Regions from separate parts of the Mus musculus genome. Here all the other regions are linked to region 5. A link is a contact called in public HiCAR-type, HiChIP or PLAC-seq and promoter capture Hi-C data. All regions are on one chromosome and are shown on one strand. The core of a region is the stretch at or near the end of the contact, and the rest is flanking DNA. Distances in the headings are between cores, read along the strand shown. Region 1 holds the start of Mapk9 (mitogen-activated protein kinase 9). Region 2 holds the start of Mrnip (MRN complex interacting protein). Region 3 holds the start of Rnf130 (ring finger protein 130). Region 4 holds the start of Tbc1d9b (TBC1 domain family, member 9B). Region 5 holds the start of Rack1 (receptor for activated C kinase 1).

Region 1 (4,136 bases), core at 299-2,798, 1.0 Mb after region 5:
GGGCTTGGTCAACTCGATTTAGTCCTATCTGGGAAGAGAGACTTTTAACTGAGACAATGCCTCCCTAAGATTGGTCTGTAATAAAGTTTGTGGGGACATTTTCTTCACAAATGATTGATGTGGGAGGGCCTAGCACACTGGAGGCAGTTCCATCCCTGACCTAGTGAGCTGCGTTCCCCCACTTCCTCTGCTTTGGTTCCTGCCTTGAGTTTCCTACTTCCTTTAACGATGGAGTGTGACCTCAGAGTTCTAATCCAAAATAAACCCTCTCCTCCCCGAAGTGCTTTCTGGTCATTGTGCCTTGTCACACCAATATAAAAGCAGAATAGGACAGAGACACTGTGATTGTCTGGATCCCCTTCTCGACCCTACTGCTCCTCTGAGCCTCCACCACCCTAGTTCAGTGCTTGAAACCAGAGTCACAGCTCTCTTCAAATTCTGCGGAGATTCATGGGGCCTCCTAGTCTCTTGATCTTCCTATACGCAGAGTCCTTCTCCCTGGCTCCTCCTTGGCATCTTGTGACTACAGCTCTACCACCATAGACACCACTTGTCAACTACTGTCTCCATTTTTCCAATCCCTTATTGACCAGTCCTCAGCCTAACCTGTTCGTAGCTTCCCTCAGTGTGTTCAACGTCCCTGTCTCACTTGCAGCCTCTCTATCAAAACACAGAGTAGTCAGAATCCCAAATTCTGAGTTTTCCAAACATCTGATTCACCTCAGACCTTCTGGAACCTACTTGAGAGCCAGAGGTCTGCAGAAGCGTCAACAAAAGCAGCAGTGTTAAAGACCCACTGTCTAGAAGCCCTTCAGCACTGGACGGACACCCTCCTCACCCCTCTACACCAAAGCAGAAACTTGTCTCTTATAAGAGGCCTCTTTAGGCTATACCCGTCACTGACTCATCAGGGTCATGGTCACCGTCTCCCCAACCCCCACCTTCTGGACATCTGGCCGCACCCCTGTTATGATCCCATTCAGTGTGGCATCTGCCTTAGTGAAAAACAAACCCCAAGGCCCCGCGGCTTGTCCTGGTTCTTCCTCCGGGGCCGTTGTACTCCAGGTTCCCAGGCTTCAAGTCCTTGATCATGCCCAGAACTCTTGTCTAACCCGGCTGTCTTTAGTCCTTTTCCAAGTCGCCTCTCCATTTGCACCTGCTACAACCGAGGCCTGACAATGGCTCCTACACTGTAGTCGCAAAGTCACGCCTCGCCCCTCCCCGGCTCTGGCTCCCCTTGGCCCACCCTCTCCGGCGCATGCGGGTCTCCTGGCCCTGGAGGGCGGGCTCAGGAGACGGTCCTAGCTTGACCTGGATCCCTAACTCTGTGCACACTGGCGGACGCTCTTCCAGCAAGCAGACGGTCAGACGGCGAGCCGCCTAGGGGGCGCCACTCTGCACTAGGGCATCCAGAGCGCGCCACTGGCCCCGCCCACACCCAGCCTCCAGCCACGCCCGTACTGCCCAGCCTTGCCCACCCCCAGTCTCAATTGGTCCCGCCTGTCTGGATATCCTAGTTCTGATTGGCTGGCCTAAGAATCCGTCAGACTGAGCGCCGCGGCGGCGGCGGCGGCGGTGGCAGCAGCGGAGCAGAAGGGAACCGGACCGGAAGGGTCGCAGCGCCCCGCGCCCCTCACACCCACTGCGACGGCGACGGGGCGGAGCAGAGCGGGGCGGGGCGACCGGGTCCAGGTCGTGGAGCTGGGTGCCGCCAGAACGCATCGCCGCCAGCGTGCCCTCCCTCTGCCTCCGGCGCGGCGGCGCGGAGCCGAGGTGAGCCGGGCGGGCGGCTAGGCCTGGCGGGGCTGCTCGGGCCACGCAGGGCCTGGGGTGCGGGGCTCAGGGGGTGGACTGCTCGGTACTGCCCGGCTATCCACGGTTCCGCGGTCGTTCTCTCCCGCCTGGTGTGTGCAGCCCCAGGGCTGCAGGCCGGCTGTCTGGCCGGGCCCCAGCAGACCTGCCCGCAGGGATCTGTGGGCGCCTTTCCTCCAGCTGTGAGGCACGTCGCTGCACCCCGCTGCATGCCCTGGAGCCTGAGCTCTGGTCCCCGCGACCTTGGCGGTGACTGCGACCCTCACTGGCCCTCTGCTTTCCCCTCGGGAGTAATGGTAGAATGTCTAGGGTTTGGTCGGGGTTGTTAACGGGCAGTGTAACTGTCTCAAAGCGTTAGGGCAGAGAAGCCTAAGGCGCACATTTGAGAGCATCTGAGTGGGTAAATAAATGCTCCCTTGCTGATGTGAGTGTCGTAGGAACTCCCCCTCATCCGCTTAGAGTCCTCCCCCACTTCTGCCCCCCCTCCCGAGCCTTGTCATTCATCTTCAGTGCCCAGCAAAGCCAGAGTGGGCCCTGCCCACCTCCTCCGCCACTCCTTCCCCTCTTAACAGAAGCAGATCTCTGCTCTCCTATCCTAAGCTCACCTGCCTTGGGCATGCCAAAATCATTTATTTACCTCAGGACCTTTGCACTTCGATTTCTCTATGTTCAGAGTTGTCTATAAGATTTTTACCCAGCTGTCTTCTCTCACATCGCTTCCTCCTGTGGTTCAGTGTCTTGTTATAGGCGAGGCCTACCTAGCTTGACCACCCTTTTCCCTCGCTTAGTCATTCTCGCTCATCAGTTTCTTTAATTTTCCATCCAGTACCTACTCTGGATTGATGCTATCTGATTTATTGCCCCGTCCTTTTTGTATAGCATGGTGAGTACAGGTAGTTGTTTCATCTGTAAAGTCAGATCAGTGAATGAACAGTAAGACCATCCCTGCCTATTATTATCTCTGCTTTGTCCATTTTGTTGGTGACTTTAACTTGTGAAACTTGTAAGCAAACAGACGCTGATTCTCACTTTGTGAAATATTTTCATGTTTTTAATCTCTTTCTAGTAGCTGTCAGAACAATTTGTGATAAAAAAAATACGTTTTGGTAAGAGTTTTGCTCTGGCTTCCTTCCACACATTCAGGAGTTATCTACTGGATTCTGTATTATCTAGGTCATGCTTTCTGCTGGGCTCTGGGGACACAAAGGAGATAGCAACAGGGTACCGTCCCCCAGAGAGTCCAGGAGCCCCATAGAGCAGACTGGCATGCACACAGTTCTAGGACAGGATATGACACCAGCTATAGTGAAGGGTCTGTGCCCTAGAAATGGAGGGTGTGGGGTGGGGGTGCTGGAGGGCCTTGAGCAGGGACAGACAGAAAGTGAAAGGGCAAGATCAACAAGGAACTCTGCTCAGTCTGGAGCCAAGAATCAGCCCTCCAGGGCAAGTGTGGGGCTTTATGGGGTGCTGGAGACCCCAGAGCTCCAGAACTTGGTTCAGCAATTTTTGTAAAAGCCAGGATTCCAAGTTTGTATCTGGACTCTGATATGTCAGTGTTGGCAATAGCTAATTAAAACTAGCTATTTGGTGCCAAGCCAAAATGCGGACCTCATGCAGCACTGCTAACCTCCTGAGCAGGCAGTGTGGGAGGGAGAAGCATGGAGGAGCAGGAACTGTAGCCTGAGGCCAGAGGAGCTAGGCCCTGTTCCCCAGATACCAGCCAGGCACTCATTTGAGTGTGGCTGGCACACTGGGTTCCACAGAGGAAGAAACGGAGGCTCAGTGCTTCAGCAGTTTGCTTCAGCGCAGGCAGCCAGTGAGAACTCGAACCCAGATTGCCCTCAATCTAAGGTTCTCAGCTCTATTTGTGTTTGGTTTTCGATTTGTTCTGGAAGAACAATAGCCAATCTATAAATGTTTCTCTCCTCCCTTTCAGAAGAGTCCTGCATAGTTAAAAATAATTGTCGTTTTTGGGGCATAATCTCTGGAGAGCTTTGGTTTTCCTGAGGTTTTAATTTGCAGGGTCTCGGGACTTTATAATTACTTGTTAACGGATACTTTGCTGTGTCCTTTATGAATGGTCAAAGGTATACTTGGATTTGTCAGTTTCAAATGGAAAAATAAGTCTTAACCTTCTGTACAAATCAAAATGCCAAACAAAGTAATTATTAATGAGTTACTAATTTTTAAAAGCTTATAAGATAAAACAAAAATCTGATCTTAAAAGAAAACTATAAACTTGTCAGTAGGCTGCTATATTTGTCTACATACAAAGTTATCTTTCACACCTGGCTAAGAAGGTGGCAATTTTATTAAAAAATAAT
Region 2 (4,019 bases), core at 903-3,402, 1.4 Mb after region 5:
GGAATAACGCAGAGCGATGAAATGGGACATGCTGGTCTCTGCCCACACCACCACACAAATACTAAATAAAAAATTTTTTAAAAATTACTTTGTTTGTTTAAAGTACAAAACGGTGATTTCTAGTAAACCTGCTGAGTTACCATCTGAACACAATTCTGGATCATCTCTATCAGCCCAGGAAGATCCCTTAGGTCCACTTACAGTAGATTCCTGTTCCCTTCTGGATCGTCTCTATCAGCCCTTAGATCCACTTACAGTACATTCTTGCTCCCTCTCCCAGCGCCAGGCAACCACTAGTCTGTTCTTTGTAAAAAAAATCCCAAACATTTGATTTTACCAAGTGAAGACTCAGGAGCCAGACATGCTGGTGAAAGCCTACTAGCTCAGAAAAGAGAAAGTACCCAACTGACCTTCTTCAACCCACATCCCAGAAGGAAAAATAAAATTTCTTTCTCCACACTGTCTTAAAAACCTTTCCAACTGAATGTCCCTCCTTCCTATATCCTGTGTGTCTCTCTATCCATGCTCCTGACTTCCTCTTACTTTCTATAGTTTTATTCCTGTGTTCACTCCCTGTCAACTGGTTGCTTGTTCAGCCTCCATACCTATGGTTGACTTTATTCAATCTTGTTTACAAGAAACAGCTCTTGGATTAAAGGTGTGTGCTAGAGCTAAGCCACACCACAACTAGGAACAGATTTTTCCAGTATACAATCTTATAGTGTGATCAGTTATCTTTCAAAACTCTTGGATTAAAGGTGTGAACTAGGGCTAAGCCACACCACAACTAAAGACAGGTTTTTTTCCAGTATACACTCTTGGGGTTCACAGTATGATCCTTCAACACCAATCTTGTAAAGTTTATGGTTTCAAAATACCAATTAAGCCAGGTGGTGGTGGAGCATGCCTTTAATCTCAGCACTTAGGTGGCCAGAATTAGGCAGGTTTCTGTGGGTTTGAGGCCAGCCTGGTCTACAGAGGGAAGGAATTCTAGAATAGCCAGGGCTACACAGAGAGGGAAGAAAAATAAAAAGAAGAAAGAAAAGAAGCCAGCCTGGGGGTATGCCTTAATCTCAGGTTTCAGGGGGAAGAGACAGGACTCTAGTGACTTAACCACTGAGCTCTAGAATGACTTTGTTTATTTTTGAAATATTTACTAATTTTATAAGTATGAATGTTTGCCGGCATGTATGTATATTTACCATGTTCATGCCTAGCACCCACAGAGTTACAGATACTCGTGAGCTGCCATGTAGGTGCTAGGAGCTGAATATGGGTCCTCTGCAGGAGCAGTTAAAGCCAGCGAGCTACAGCTACATAGTAAGATCCAGTCTCAAAAAATATATAAAAAATAAAAAATATAAAAAGTATAAAAAATATACTTTCCAGACCCATCCATTTTCCTACAATGTTGTATCCCAAACTAGCCTCAGACTCTGGAGGGAAAGAGGACCTTTTTTGTTTTGTTTTGTTTGTTTTGTTTTTGTTTTGTTTTTTTGTTTTTGTTTTGTTTTTGTTTGTTTGTTTTTTGAGACAGGGTTTCTCTGTGTAGCCCTGGCTGTCCTGGAACTCACTTTGTAGACCAGGCTGGTCTTGAACTCAGAAGTGCGCCTGCCTCTGCCTCCCAAGTGCTGGGATTAAAGACGTGCGCCACCACCGCCCGGCGATAAAGGACCTTTAATTTGACGTTTTCCTGCCTCCGTCTTGTAAATGCTGAGATCACAGTCACACGACAGTTTTAATTCAAAACCAAGATAGTTTATAATGTCAGCCATGCAAAGATGTCCTGGCTGTAGAAAAGCACCGTCCCTGCTCCGAGTCAGAGAGCCAAAGGCGATGGACCAAACACGTAGGAACACCAGCTCGGGTTGTGTTGTTGTTGTTTTGATTTGATTTGATTTGATTTGACTTGATTTGGTTTGTTTTGATTTGATTTGTTTTTTATGCTTGTCAGGGGATGGAGGCGGGGTTGGGAGGCCGGAGAGGCGAACAGTGACCACCGAGACAGTGGGCTAGAGCGGCTCAAGAGCTCTCAGGGGCGGGGCCGACTCAGTCAGAGAAGAACGGAGAGACGCACCAGGGCATGCGAGGTGGAGCTGAGCCTAGAGGGGCCGGAACCAGCGCAGGTTGGGCGGAGCCTGGGCGGGATTGCAGAGCCCGAGCTCACGGCGGGAGAGTGAGTCCTGAATGGCGCCGGCTCAGCAGTCTCGGGTTCTACGGTGCTGCAGCTGCCACATCTTTCAGGCGCATCAGGTGGGGTGGGCGTCTGCCTCACCCTCTTTCCTAGCAGGACGGTGGGCGAGATATGGAGGGCCGCGTCTCATATGGCCATGGGAAATGACAGTGACGAGGCTGAAGGCTGTGCTTCGTTGCTGTCACTTCACAACACGCCTCTGCCATTTTGTTTGTGTTTATCTGTTGTTGCTGCTGAGGGTTCTGCTCAGAGCTGTGGGCGCGCTCTTCCACTGAGCTACCACCCAGCCCAGTGTATGTCGGTTTTTTGCATGATCGTTGTAGAATCCACAGTAGTTGTTTCTTCTGAGGCGGCTTCCATTGGATACTAGCAAAATGGTCAGGAATCCAGGTTGAGGAGTAGCGTCCTCTACGCAGAACCTAGCCCATCATTACACTCAGTGTCTCTTCTCAGTTTTATTACAGTGAATGGTGAGCTTTAAAAGCCCTAGGGTTGGGTGTTCGCCTAACATTCCCACAGCCCAAAAATGGGATTAGGCATGGCAATGAATGAAGGTAGGAGGGCTTAGCGAGTTTGAGGCCAACCAGGGTTATCCGAGACCCTGTTTCAAAACAAGCAAAACTGAATAATGTATAAGCAGTTTGGACTCCATTTTGACATTCCCCTTGGTGGGCCCGGATGTCACTTGGTGCCTCTACCTGCAGCCTTATCTTCGTGGTAATAGTTACCTCCATGCTCATTAGAGCCAGCACAACCCATAAATGGTTAAAGGGGATAGTGGTCGGTGTTTGTTTGAGAGGCTTTGTTTCATACGTCAAGTTGGCTCCAGGCTCTAGATCCTCCTGCCTCAACCTTATTAGTTAACTTCTGAGCTGATCCCCAACCCAAATCTTAGTCTTGGTGGTAGTGGTTTTATTGTTTTAGGGGGTGGAATTTGGTTTGGTTTTGAGGGTGTTGCCAAGACATAATTTCAATATTTACTTTAGATTGACCTCTAATTCCTAATCCCTGGCCTCAGCTTCCTGAATATCTAGAGTATATATCTCTAATGCCACGTCAGTCCCAGGAGACTTACGAATCAGCCTAGATCTCTTTGTATAGTTAAGCATAATCTTTCATGACATTTCTTCAAGGAGCTTTTGTATCTATATAAAAAAATTATTTTTATGTGTATGGTTTGCCTTGCATGTATGTCTGCACCCCATAAAATGTGGTACCCACAGAAGCCAGAAGAGGGTCTTAGATCTCCTGGAGTTAGAGGGACAGACAGTTGTGAGCTGCCACATTGGTGCTAGGAACAGAACTTAGGTCCTTTACAAGGGCAGCCAATTCTCTTAACTGATGAACTGTATCTCCAATGTACTAGCTGCCACAGAGGCATATCTCCAGCTCTGGAATTCCTGCCCCACTCTGTGCTCGCATGCGCATGTAGTGTGTGTGTCTGTGTGTCTGTCTGTCTGTCTGTGTGTCTGTTATATGCATGCTTGTATGCAGATAAGCACATGGAGGCCAGAAAGGAACATTAGTTCTGCTGTCTTTCCACCTTATTTCTCTGGAACAGGGTCTATCACTGAACCTGGAGCTAGGCTGGCAGCCAGCAGTCCCCATTGACCCCATTCCCACCTCCGACAGTCCTGTGAACACAGGCTCACGTGGCTACGGAGATCTGACCTCAGGCCCTCATGCTTGCTCAGCAAATAAACTTTTACCCATTGACATTCCTTTTTTGGACCCTGGGATGGCAAAACTCCAACTGGATGTTTGTTGTTTCATACAAATGGCCAATCTTCCCAGCACCTACCTATTAAATAGTACAGTCCTTCCT
Region 3 (3,732 bases), core at 343-2,842, 1.2 Mb after region 5:
AAGCAGATCAAATCCTGACAGACAAAAGCTCTTAATAGAATCTGGGACCTGCAAAGGTGGTAGCTGAGATCTTAGTGGAGCTTGGCAAGAAGGGAATTTGACATGGGACAAACAGGTGATCTAGGCATTCTTATGAACTGAGAAATGGGAAGAGAGACAGGCAAAGAGGTTTAAGAGACAAAGAAAGTGGTAGAGATAGAGAAATGGCCCTGTCAAGGTGGGCATGAGGGTAGCTCACTGACAGGCATCTGAGGGCTCTATTCAGACTTCAGCCCACATCCTCCAGGAAGCCCCCCACACCCAAGTACCCTAAACACTACATTCTCATTTCCCATATACTGTTACACCAGTAGTTCTCAACCTTCCTAATGCTGTGACCCTTTAATACAGTTCTTTATGTTGTAGTGACCCCAACCATAAAATTATTTTCGTTGTTTACTCCTTCCTCTACCCTGGTTTTGTATCAGGTGTGTGTGGACTTCTATCACTTCTCGTCAGGGGCATCAGCACCCCACACACTAAAAACCCTTGCTAATACCATACACATTTTTAGCAAAGGGAAGATTAGACCAACAAATGGGAGGGGAAAGGAGATTCATATTAGAGATAGTCTGATGCAGGCTCCAAACATAGCCTGTGACTCTTTGGCAGGCACCTCCGGGGTCTCATCCTGAGAATAGGTACTGGGGTCCATTTCACCCAGTGAGGAGAGGCCCAATTACTGAAGAAACAGAGCAGAGTCCTTGTTAAATGCCGTGGTACTATGCCATTTTACAAAAAGGAAGTGAAGGCCTGTGGCTCTGGGTATTCTGGGGGCGGGGAGGGGGGAGTGGGGGAAGAGGACCATACCAACCTGATGAAGTTAACATCCGTCTCTAACAGACCTTGCTAACCACTCAGATGCCTTATTGGGTCCAAGTCTACTGGGCCCCAAACGCAAAGGCACTCTCCCGACTGATGTCAATTATTGTACAGCATGCAACCAACCCAGTGGAAATGTTAGCTCTCACAGACATTTAATTTAAAACCTTAACGATTAGCTTAGTTTCTTTTAGTGGTATCTCCAACATCTCTATAGGTTCTTGGAAAGCTTCACAGATCCAGGTCATAGCGGGGTATGAAGCCCGGGGCAGTTCACTGAACCCAGTGCCAGCAAGCAGGTGACTGGACCGCCCCTGGCCCTCGTGCGGGAGGGCGGGAGCAGGCAGCGCCTATTGCGCACGCGCAGCGGACGGGTTTGCGCATCGGGCTTGCGCGTTGCCGCTCTGCTGGAGGGAATGGGGCGGCGGCGGGCACGCGCCTGAGGCGGCGTTGCTGACCCTCCCCGAGCAGTGGGGACCACTCCTTCCCACCACTCCGAGTCCTCTCAGGGGCCCTGTCCGCAGGCCTAGTCCCTGGGCATTCCAGGTGCCCTGACAGCACACGGCCTGACGCGCCGTCCTTCCCCTGAGAGATCCACGGGCGCGCACTCGCGCGCGGGCCGCGGACGTGAGGGCGGCGAACGGCGGAGCCGCGGCGCCGAGGAGGGCCGTGCTCGTGCCCGGCTCGTTTCGAGGCGCGCGCGCGCTCCCGCCGCAGCCCGGGCCGCGCCCGCCCCGCCTCTCAGCACCGGCCCCGGAGCCCGGTCCGCGAGCGGCGGCGGCGGCGGCGGCCGGAGGGACCATGAGCGGCGCGGCGCGAGCGGGCCCGGCCCGGCTCGCGGCGCTGGCCCTGCTGACTTGCAGCCTGTGGCCGACGCGAGCGGACAACGCGAGCCAGGAGTACTACACGGCGCTCATCAACGTGACGGTGCAGGAGCCCGGCCGCGGCACCCCGCTCACGTTCCGCATCGACCGCGGGCGCTACGGGCTCGACTCACCCAAGGCCGAGGTCCGCGGCCAGGTGCTGGCACCGCTGCCCATCCACGGAGGTGAGGCCGGAGCCGAAGCCCGAAGCCGGGCGGGGGTCGCGGGGGCGGCGTGGCCGGGGGTCTGCGCGCCGTTCGGCCGCCGGCCCAGGGGGCTCGAGGTCCTCGCGCTGTGGAGCCTGGCCTGCTCCCCGCTGAGGAAAGAGGCTCCAGAAACCCTGCTGCATTTCACCCTAAAACTAAAAGAGAGCGAGACTTAGAACGTCCTCCTCTTTTTCATTTAGTTAGCTTGTTTACTGGAGGGCACTGGAATGCGAGTTTTCAGGGACAGTTGAGACAAAGGAGGTGGTGCAGGGGCGCAGAACTAGTTCATGGTGGACGAGATGCTTAACCTGTTTTTTGGAATCGGTAGGTTTGTTCCTGAAATCCCACGGATTTAACACTGCAGTGAATCTCTAGGGATCAGAGCCCCCCCCCCCATCTACTCCCCCTCCCCCTCCCTCTCCCCCCAGTAGTGGCTAAGGGGAGAGGGTCCCTGTTGCTTTTGGTTTTCTCTGGCCCCGATAGTTGTGCTGTCATGAAACGCTAGAGATTTTCACATTATAAAGAATGTGAGAGTAGCTGAACTAGTAGCCAAGTCTTTGGTCACGGGTGCCCATCCAGAAGGAAAAAAGGTAAAATGATCAGGAATCGTCTTTGAAGCCATTTGATTTAGCCTTGGCGTTCCCTTTGTGTATGCTGGCTGTGAATTCTTAATGATTTGGTGTAAACTGGTATTTGTTAATTACTGGCCGTGTTTTAAAGGACATTTCTCCGTGGAGTGTGACATTTGGGGACTTTGGCAGGCTGGACTTCGGGGAGATGTCTCCCATCTTCTATATCCTCCCGTTCTCACCTTACAATGTTGAGAGGATTAAAAACCAAAATTGCTATTCGTGTTCAGATGACCTAATCTAGGCAATAGTGTTTGCTTTTATAGTCTAAAATATTAAAATATGCTCTCTGAGCTCGGTATTTGTATAACATATATTAAGCAGTTGTTGTTGAGGCATACTGGCTTGGGGCATAAGGTTTTACTGTTGTCTTTCTTCAACTTAGACTGGGCTCTTAAACGGTCATTTTTACACCAGTGTATTTCTTATTCCACTAGGTTAGAAGCAGTACTTAAGGTCCCTATTTGACCATAGGAACAGTTTTTTTTTCTTTGCTCCATTCAATAAATATTTGCTGCCTGCTCTGTGCCAGTCACTGTGGTTGGGACATGTAATGTTGCCAAACTATGGCAGTAACAATGCTACACTATTTTCTGGTGGGGAAAAGAACCGTGAGGGTCATGTGGAAGGGAAGGAAGAGGAAGAGAGAGGCAAGCTACTCTGCAGAAAGAGCTGTAAAGTGTTATGAAATCTGTGGTTTGCTCTTGGGGCTTGGTTCTCCCCAGGCAACCCAGACCACCATCCTCACTTAAGATGCTGTACTCCAAAGTGTTTTGAGTGCCACTATCTGTTGCTTGTCTTCACCCCCAAATTAAGTCCCCTTTTGGATAGTGCTTGTATGAGTCCAGCAGAAAGGTTTGGGGAGCTAAAAGTCAGTTATCTTAACCTGTCACTGGTTGAAGGCTGCATATTAGACCTCTGCTGCAAATACACACTGTTTGATACTGGTAAAATAATTTGGTCTGGTGGCTTCATTTCTTATTTTTAAAAAATTAACTGATGGAGAACTCACCTCTCCTGTGAAGAAGTGGTGTCATTATTGTGTCCTTAAAAAAATATTACTTATTTTATGTATGGATGTTTTGTTGGATGTATGTATACCATGTAGAGCCCACGGAGACCAGAAGAGGCTGGAATTGGAGTTACACAGCCATCTTGTGGGTGCTGACAACC
Region 4 (4,123 bases), core at 384-2,883, 1.3 Mb after region 5:
AGCTGTTTTTCTCCTACCATGTGGGCTCTGAGATCAAAGTCAGGCATCTCACTGGTTCTCAGGTACTTCCAAATGCTTTTTATAAAATTATTATCATTCTTCCAAATTAAATTTTTTGTAGATTTCTATCTATCCATCCATCTATCTATCCATCCATCCATCCATCCATCCATCCATCTATCCATCCATCCATCCATCCATCTATCTATCTATCTATCTATCTATCTATCCATCCATCTCTCTCTATCTATCTATCTCTGTCTCTATCTCTGTGTATATGTGTGTGTGCATCCATGAGTGAATGCTATTGCTGTTAATTTCAGCAGCCAGAAGAGAGTATCAGATCCCCTGGAGCTGTAACCCCCCCCCCCCCAATCTCCATCTTTTGCTGAGCCATCCCTCAGTCCACTACTTCTAAATTATTTTTGGTCTAGAACTTGCTAGGTAAACCATGCTGGTCTCAACTTCACAGAGATATACCTGCCTCTGCCTCCCAAGTCCTGGGGTAAAGGTGTCTACCACCATGCCTGGCTTACTTCCGAAATCTTGAGGGTAGACTTCTCCAGAGAGCACAGCAGCATTCGTCTGCGCGTCCAAAGTCCTCATTGAGGACTTACTATCAGGACACATTAATACAATGGGCTGAGAATCCAGTATCTGAGAGATGATGAGTTTAGTTATGTTTCATACATGGATATCATACTCACTCCCTCATGGAGTAAGATGATGGACAGCCAGACTGACTGGTTGCTGTGTACTCTGTCAGGATAACCGGAGTATATTGTACTTCAAAGTTGTAAGGAAAGCCATGTCTTGAAAGCTGAGTCACAAGCCGCGTTTCAGAAGGTTGTGGCTCACTCTGGCTGTCACCCATTACATCTGCTCAAACCTCCCAGAATGAATTTATCTCTCCTTCCTTTTACCCTCCTGCCATGTCCAGGTGACATGGGGACAGCTCATACAGCTGTCTCCCTAGCCTTTACCAAAATAAATATGGTCCGCCCCTTTTGTCCAGGCGGAGTCATTTGCACCTTTGAGTCAGAAACTATCTTGTTCCTAATTGTTTAACCGGGCTCTAGTTCACAGAGCCCGCAGTAGCTAGTTTTGCTTCATGGTTCAGTGGCAGAAGCCCTGGGCTGGGATCTGAAGGTGAATTTGTACTGTCAGAGACTGCCGCCTTCAGGCCAGGAGAGGTAAGAGCAGGGCACTGCGCCCCTAGATCATACTGCTGTACGCTTATGAAAAAAATTAAGTGCTCATCTGTGACCTCAGCCTCAAGGCCACCCCAATCCATCTGTCAGATGGGGTGAGCGCACTTATTTCAAAGGGCACCAGCTGCGCTTCCTGACAACTGGGCTCTTGAGGATCCCAACCTTAGACTTGAGTCAAAATCCCGAGGCTGACCAGGCGCTGCTGTACCCTTCTCCAGACGCTTTTTGCCACATTAACTCGCCTGGGCTGCACAGTAGGCAGAGAGCATGCGATCCCCTCCAAACTGGACAGCGGCAGCAGGGCTGGAGGGGACTGCCAGGCCAGGAGAGGTCGAGGAGGGCGACGCTGTGAGCCAGCGCGGCCGCTAGGGGGAGCCAACCTTCGGGCCGACGTCTCGACCCCGCCCCAGCCTCTCGGCTCCTCTCGGCTCGGCTCGGGCGCGGCGACGGCGGCGCGCGCTTCCGCCTCACGGGCTCTGGCCCGGTGCGAGCGGCCGCGGGATGTGGCTCGGGCCCGAGGAGGTGCTGGTGGCTAACGCGCTATGGGTGACGGAGCGGGCCAACCCCTTCTTCGTGCTGCAGCGGCGCCGAGGCCACGGCAAGGGCGGAGGCCTCACGGGTGAGCGGGGCGCGGGCGGCCGGGCCTGTGCGCACCGGGCCTGGCGGGGCAGCAGGACGCGACCCGCGGGCACGCGCAGCGGCACAGGGGGGTCGGAAGGCGGGTGGGGAGGACGATCCCGGGACAGGCAGCAGGGGAAGGACACCAGTGGCCTCCGCCGGGACGTGTGCACAGTCCTGTAAAGTCACATAGCAACCAGAAGCCAGCAGGGTTCCCCAGCTCGCCCTCTGCCTCAGTTTCTCCAGCTGCCTCTGAGGGACCAAGTGGCATAAGCACACGTTTCCTTTTGCCCTCTTTACTCCTAGTTCACTGAAGAGTTGCCTCTTGGCGAAGACCAAAGATGCCCTGACCTCCCCTTCCTCCGGTCTCTCCTCACTTGATGCCGTCAGAGCTCCCAATTCAAAGCTTGTTTTTGCATATTTATCGGTATATATGAAGTGTCCCTCAGAGCTACCCCGGGTGCCTCTCGGGTATCTGAGCACTACCACTCACACAGAAGCAGCTGGAGTGGGAGCCTCTGACTTTGTGTGACATGTGGCATTGTGGGAATCTATTCAGCAGGACTTGTTGGAAGCCCCGTGTGTCCCAGGGCTTGTCAAGTACTCCAGATCCGGCCCTGCAGCAGACCCCTGTACGTGGACCCTTCTGGGTGCCAGATCTTTCAATATGGAAAGTGAATTTTCTGTGAATGCCCTGGTTTTGCAGGGTGGCAGCTGACAGTCCTGCAGATGCAGTTGGTGGCCTCACCTAGGTGACATCAGCTGCCAGCATCTCATGAGCTACACTTCTTAATGTGGAAGGGACTGTACCTTTTCCAAGAAAACTCAATGTTCCCTTCCACAATCAGGCTCCTTCCCGGAGGGCCAAGAGATGACTGGAGTTGATGCTAGGCCTGGCTCCAGGACCCAATGTTTATTGAGAGTTAGGTAGCAGCCCTCTTGAACAGCCCAGTGATCAACCTTGGAAGCTACCATAAGGCCACTGAGGAACACAGGGCACCGTGGGACAAGTCCCTTTTGTTCTAGCATTCATCTGTGTCCAACCGCCTCCCGCCTCTCAAGGCTGAGCGTCCAGACTACGGTGCCAGCCATTCTGTGAATTCCAAATCACATTGAGCCAGGTTTGTGCAGCCTGCCATGGCCATTGGGCCATCACAGCCTCCTGAGCACTGTATACCTAAGAGATTCATCAGGAACGCAGGTTCCTTCGAGCCTCTTTTCAAAACTGACCAGCCTGGCCTGGAGAAGTGGGCTCAAGGGCTGCAAAACCAAGGTTCAAATCCCAGCACCCATATGGTGGCTCACAACCATCTGTAACTTTGGTTATAGAGAACCCAATACCCTCTTCAGGCATCCATGGCCACCAGACACAAACATGTGCACAGATATACATGTAAACACATAATGATCTGGGCAGTGGTAGCTCATGCCTTTACTCTCAGCACTTGGGAGGCAGAGGCAGGCAGATTTCTTGAGTTCGAGGCCAGCCTGGTCTACAGAGTGAGTTCCAGGACAGCCAGGGCTATACAGAGAAACCCTGTCTCGAAAAAAAAAAAAAATGAATTAAGTCAGCCGTGGTGGTGCTTGGGAGGCAGAGGCAAGTGGATCTCTTGAGTTTGAGGCCAGTCTGGTCTATAGAGTGAGTCCAGGACAGCCAGGGCTACACAGAGAAATCCTCTGTCTTGAAAAAAAACAAAAAGGCCGGGCATGGTGGCACACGCCTTTAATCCCAGCACTCGGGAGGCAGAGGCAGGCGGATTTCTGAGTTCGAGGCCAGCCTGGTCTACAAAGTGAGTTCCAGGACAGCCAGGGCTATACAGAGAAACCCTGTCTCGAAAAACCAAAAAAAAAAAAAATAATAATAATTAATAATAATAATAATGTTTGCTAGTCTGAACTTCTCATTAAAGAGTGGGTGTGAGGAGGAGGGTCATCAAGTTAAGGTTTCAGGTCCTGCAATATGGCTCTGCCAGTAGTTTATGCAGAGAGAGACTAAAAGAATGTCCCCAAGACCCAAAGGAAAACCTCACCGTGAACGTTGAGAAGTTGACTCCGAACCATAGTAAGGCTTGAACGCACCTTTTTCTTTTGTTTTTGAGGTAGTCTCAACGATTTTAAGCTTTGGCAGGCCTGGAACTCATTACATAGACCAAGTTAGTCTTAAATTCACAGAGACCCACCTTCCTGGTGTGTACGCAGGAGCCCCTGCGTGTGTGGGCGGAGGCCAGGCGTGGACACGAGTGGCTCCTAGAACTCTCCTTCCACCTTGTGCTTTGAGATGCTTAGTTGGCCAG
Region 5 (4,139 bases), core at 281-2,780:
AACAAAACACATAAGAAGAGGAGGAGGAGAAGTTAAATTCCATGCAATTTACGAATAGAAAAAAACAAGCCAGCATGGTCTACAGAGAGCCAGGGATACAAAGAGAAACACTGTCTCCAAAACAAAACAAAACCAAAAAAAAGAAAAAAAAAGAAAGAAAAACAAATACTTATACCTAGGGCTTGGTGTTTTAGGGCTATAATCTTAGTTACTTGGCAGGCTGAGGAAGGGAGATCATAAATTTAAGGCCAATTTGAGCTATGCACATCCTGAATCAAAACGAAACAAGGTTGAATGTGGTGATGAATTCCATCATCGAGGCCAGCCTGGTCTACAGAGTGAGTTTCAGGACAGCCAGGACTACACAGAGAAACCCTGTCTCGAAAAACAAAAAACAAACAAAAAAACGAACAAAAACTAAACAAGGCTGGGAGTTGGGTGGATTTAACTCTGTAAGGCACTCTTCCTAGCATGTGGGAGTTCAACCCATAGCACTAAAATAAATAATTAAATGTATCCTTTAGTTCACATAGACATTAGTGGTTGCTTACCTTCCTGACCTGTGTGTGCTCCTTAAAAAAAAAAAAAAAAAAAAAAAAAAAAAAAAAAAAGTGAAGCTGAACAAATCGGCTGTAGCCAAACACACATGGCAGGAGAGAAAATTCCTGACTTCAGCCAGTGCTCTGTGGCAATCACAAGCGCACTCACACACAAATACTTTAAAACATACAGTTAAAACTTTTTAAGGCCAGATCTGTGACATTTGGAAACACTACAAAATTTGAACACGTGTTGAGGTCATCGGGTTGCCAGGCTATCCGTGTTCCTCTGCTTCCCCGTCCGGGAACACTTCTTTCAGGGCAGCACAAGACAGACCAGCAGGCTTTTCTGGGGAATGATCAGAGGCACAGAAAGGGCTTCCAACAGAATCCCCAGAAATCTGAACCCAGCACTTCCTCCTTTATAGCCTCGCCGGGCGGCGGCTCGGTTTATAATTCCAGTACTTGGGAGACAGAAGCAGGTCGGTAGTTCAAAACCATCCTTGGCAACACAACCAGTTTAAGACTAGCCTTCGCTACATGAAATTTTGCCATAAAACAAACAAACAGGCCAGATTTGCTGGCACACGCCTCTAATTGCGACTTTAATTGTACTTCCGTAAGTCAAAGTTGGAGCCGGGGTCTCCAACCAAGGAACTGAACAGAAGCGGAAAGGGCGGAGCCGCGTCTCTGCCACGTAAGGGCGGAGAGGCCACTGTAGTTTGCTTGTGTGCCCTCAGCCCCACTTCTGCTTCCACGGCATGCTTTAATCTCCCGAGAAGCCTTTCTAAAACCCTGGCGCATCTGGCTTCAGAATGCATTTGTACAGCGCTGCCAAACTAGGTTGCGTGGCAGAAGAAACGACGATACTTGAGACCTACTCTCCCAGTTCCTCCCACTTCTCAGTGCAGCTATCTTTGAGCAGCAGTGAATCATGGGAATCCCCGCCTTGCTCTCCGAGTATTTCCGGTTCCGGCGGAGGCCGCTCTTTCTTTTTCTCCACAGGGTCGTGGTGGCAGCCGCTGTGGTGCTTGGCTCTCTGAGCTATCCGGTGCCATCCTTGTCGCTGCGGCGACCCTCGCATCAACTGCAGCCATGACCGAGCAGATGACCCTTCGCGGGACCCTTAAGGGCCACAATGGATGGGTAACACAGATCGCCACCACACCGCAGTTCCCGGACATGATCCTGTCTGCGTCTCGAGGTACGGGCTGCATGCCGGGTAAATCACCCGGTGTCCTGGGGACTGCATGAGAGTCTCGTGGTTAAGCAAGTGGCGCGCGTGTTGGCTCGGTTCATTCCCCAACCCAGTTGTTAGTTGGGGCGTGCATACCCCAACTTGGGCCCCAACCGGGACGACCCTTTACACATGAACGGAAACCGAGACACGTCGCGCAACTGTACTCACACCCCACCTCCCAAAGTTGGCGATTTTAAATCTCTCGCTTGCTTCCTGGAGATGTGTTTAAGTAGTTTTACGGGGCTACAAGACGGGCGGAGCAATGATGACCCCAACATGCCATCTGAGTGGCTTTGCTGAAATCCAGAGGCTGTTTCTGAGCTGTTGTCGCCTGGCCCTAAACTATAGACAGTGGGTAAACTTTGTAGATGCCTTGTTCCCCACATTTCCGGACTTGATTGTCCCGCCCTAGGTTTTCTTGTAACTAATGATTTTTTTTCTTTAATGATGTATCTTCATGTGTATTTCCTCCCTACCCACCCCAAAATTATGCTCATTTTCTCTCCTACCTAATACTAGGCTTATTATTGTCCGTTTCTGTGTAAGTTGGTTCGTGGCTAGGATTGTGTCTGATGCTACAATAACGGCTGCATTTATTTCAGTAACTCTCAGGCGGGAAAGGCTGTCTCTGCTCAGCCTACATACACCCAAGTGGTGCTTCTGCTGTTAATTAGTCTCGGGCCCGGACGATGACTAAGGTTAGGGTTAGTTTCCCAGACCCTGCATGGTAGCTTGCAGTCATCTGAAACTAGTTCCAGGAGACCTGACACGCACTTCTGAACACCATAGACACAGGTAGCACACATATGTATGTAGGGAGCCACTTTAAATAAAATACATTTTGAATGTGGAACTTAAGTCTCAATCCCAGGAAGTGTGGTGCCCATAGTCTCACATTACAGCTGAGATCTACAGCTCTTGATATTGTAGAGTAGTAAGCCTCTTTTATTTATAACTTGAAGTTTCTCTGTCCCGTTTACTGGCCCCAGTGACTTTAAGACTGTAAATGGTGCACAGTAAGTAGGCTTATACCAACCTTTACCAACCCTTTTAGACAAGACCATCATCATGTGGAAGCTGACCAGAGATGAGACCAACTATGGCATACCACAGCGTGCTCTGAGAGGTCACTCCCACTTCGTTAGTGATGTTGTTATCTCCTCTGATGGTCAGTTTGCCCTCTCGGGCTCCTGGGACGGAACGCTGCGCCTCTGGGATCTCACAACGCAAGTAGCTGCTTTGGAATCTTGGGGGGAAAGTGGGCAGAACTGAGGTAGATTCGCCGGGGTGCAGTCTCCCCTTGGTAATTGGTCCTTTTGTAGAGGGTAAAGCAACATTTGGGGGTGTTGTTTTAAACTGGGTACCTATGAAGTGTCTCATCTTGTACGTTGTCTTAGATGGGCATTTGGCAGATGTAATAGAGGATCCTAGTGATGACAAGACGACATTGTCAACCAATCCCCCACAAGGGAATGAGGACATGTCCTGCAATTCTGAATGGGTTCTCTGATACATGTCAGACATGACATAGGCTAGTAGTAGGTTCTAAGCCACGTGTGGACTGTGTGGGGTAATAGAGCCTACGGGGCAAGGATGAAGCTAGGAAAAGGCTCTAGCTGGATGGACAAAACCTGTCTAGAAAGTGACCAGGTTCTCCTTCTTAGGGGCACCACCACAAGGCGATTTGTCGGCCACACCAAGGATGTGTTGAGCGTGGCCTTCTCCTCTGACAACCGGCAGATTGTCTCTGGGTCCCGAGACAAGACCATAAAGTTATGGAATACTCTGGGTGTCTGCAAGTACACGGTCCAGGTAAAGGGATAAGGGTGGTAGGGACAGCATGTTCAGGGCTACCTCCCGCCCCCTGGGGACTTGGGTTGTTTCTGAGGTGGGTTCCTCACTAGGTAGTCCTGGTGGCCTGGAGTGATCTGACTCCTAGGTGTTGGGGTGAAGCTGTGTGCCACCGACTGCCTCTTTAGCTTTTCATTGTGTGTTGTTAGTCCTGTGACTGTCTGGGGTTGTTTTTTGTTATTTTTAAGCTAAGCATGCTGGCTTGTGACTGGCATGGGACTTACAGGCGTTGGAATTTTATTTAAGTACGCTGTAGCTGTCTTCAGACACTCCAGAAGAGGGCATCAGATTTTGTTAAAGGATGGTTGTGAGCCACCATGTAGTTGCTGGGATTTGAACTCAGGACCTCTGGAAAGAGTAGTCAGCGCTCTTAACAGCTGAGCCATCTCACCAGCCCCAGAATTTTTTATTTGTTTGAGAAGGGGTTTCTGTGTAGATCTGGCTGAGATGGGTGTGCTTTTAAACTGCTGGGGTTAAAAGGCTAGCTAGAGGTGGTACTTCCCCCTTTC

What was found. Promoter capture Hi-C pulls out the DNA fragments that hold promoters and counts their contacts. HiCAR-type assays count read pairs that join an accessible place to other places. HiChIP or PLAC-seq counts read pairs in DNA pulled down with a chosen protein or histone mark.
Region 1: a contact with region 5 is called in a promoter capture Hi-C map of embryonic stem cells, with 2.8 times the contacts expected there. The contact joins the promoter of Mapk9 here to the promoter of Rack1 in region 5. A contact is called at or near these places in 11 of 39 promoter capture datasets (the 3T3-L1 cell line, 3T3-L1-derived adipocytes, the C10 cell line and 6 more), 2 of 484 Hi-C or Micro-C datasets (B cells and embryonic stem cells), 2 of 115 datasets of contacts at active chromatin or transcription factors (astrocytes and extraembryonic endoderm stem cells) and 1 of 9 other capture datasets (liver).
Region 2: a contact with region 5 is called in an H3K27ac HiChIP or PLAC-seq map of extraembryonic endoderm stem cells, with 7 times the contacts expected there. The contact joins the promoter of Mrnip here to the promoter of Rack1 in region 5. A contact is called at or near these places in 3 of 39 promoter capture datasets (embryonic stem cells, hippocampal neurons and liver), 2 of 115 datasets of contacts at active chromatin or transcription factors (astrocytes and extraembryonic endoderm stem cells) and 1 of 9 other capture datasets (adipose tissue).
Region 3: a contact with region 5 is called in a HiCAR-type map of astrocytes, with 3 times the contacts expected there. The contact joins the promoter of Rnf130 here to the promoter of Rack1 in region 5. A contact is called at or near these places in 1 of 39 promoter capture datasets (neutrophils), 1 of 115 datasets of contacts at active chromatin or transcription factors (astrocytes) and 2 of 9 other capture datasets (adipose tissue and liver).
Region 4: a contact with region 5 is called in a promoter capture Hi-C map of embryonic stem cells, with 2.5 times the contacts expected there. The contact joins the promoter of Tbc1d9b here to the promoter of Rack1 in region 5. A contact is called at or near these places in 5 of 39 promoter capture datasets (the 3T3-L1 cell line, cranial neural crest, embryonic stem cells and 2 more) and 1 of 9 other capture datasets (pancreatic islet).

The regions. Positions count from the first base shown.
Region 1 is chr11:49,845,203-49,849,338 of GRCm38.p6, forward strand. It overlaps Mapk9 (mitogen-activated protein kinase 9), which reads left to right and starts at 1,549. Exons shown (of 12, transcript NM_207692.2): 1 at 1,549-1,773. It overlaps Gm36507 (a long non-coding RNA gene), which reads right to left and starts at 1,095. Exons shown (of 4, transcript XR_003949545.1): 1 at 1,013-1,095.
Region 2 is chr11:50,172,699-50,176,717 of GRCm38.p6, forward strand. It overlaps Mrnip (MRN complex interacting protein), which reads left to right and starts at 2,153. Exons shown (of 7, transcript NM_026543.3): 1 at 2,153-2,253. The coding sequence starts at 2,188. It overlaps Tbc1d9b (TBC1 domain family, member 9B), which reads left to right. Exons shown (of 22, transcript NM_001290760.1): 22 at 1-87.
Region 3 is chr11:50,023,739-50,027,470 of GRCm38.p6, forward strand. It overlaps Rnf130 (ring finger protein 130), which reads left to right and starts at 1,593. Exons shown (of 9, transcript NM_021540.4): 1 at 1,593-1,909. The coding sequence starts at 1,663.
Region 4 is chr11:50,129,727-50,133,849 of GRCm38.p6, forward strand. It overlaps Tbc1d9b (TBC1 domain family, member 9B), which reads left to right and starts at 1,634. Exons shown (of 22, transcript NM_001290760.1): 1 at 1,634-1,830. The coding sequence starts at 1,713.
Region 5 is chr11:48,798,830-48,802,968 of GRCm38.p6, forward strand. Rack1 (receptor for activated C kinase 1) reads left to right here and starts at 1,531. Exons shown (of 8, transcript NM_008143.3): 1 at 1,531-1,743; 2 at 2,834-3,005; 3 at 3,444-3,591. The coding sequence starts at 1,635. It overlaps Gm36109 (predicted gene, 36109), which reads right to left and starts at 574. Exons shown (of 2, transcript NR_166852.1): 1 at 552-574. It overlaps LOC115485831 (a small nucleolar RNA gene), which reads left to right and starts at 2,036; the gene lies at 2,036-2,103. Snord96a (small nucleolar RNA, C/D box 96A) reads left to right here and starts at 3,204; the gene lies at 3,204-3,280.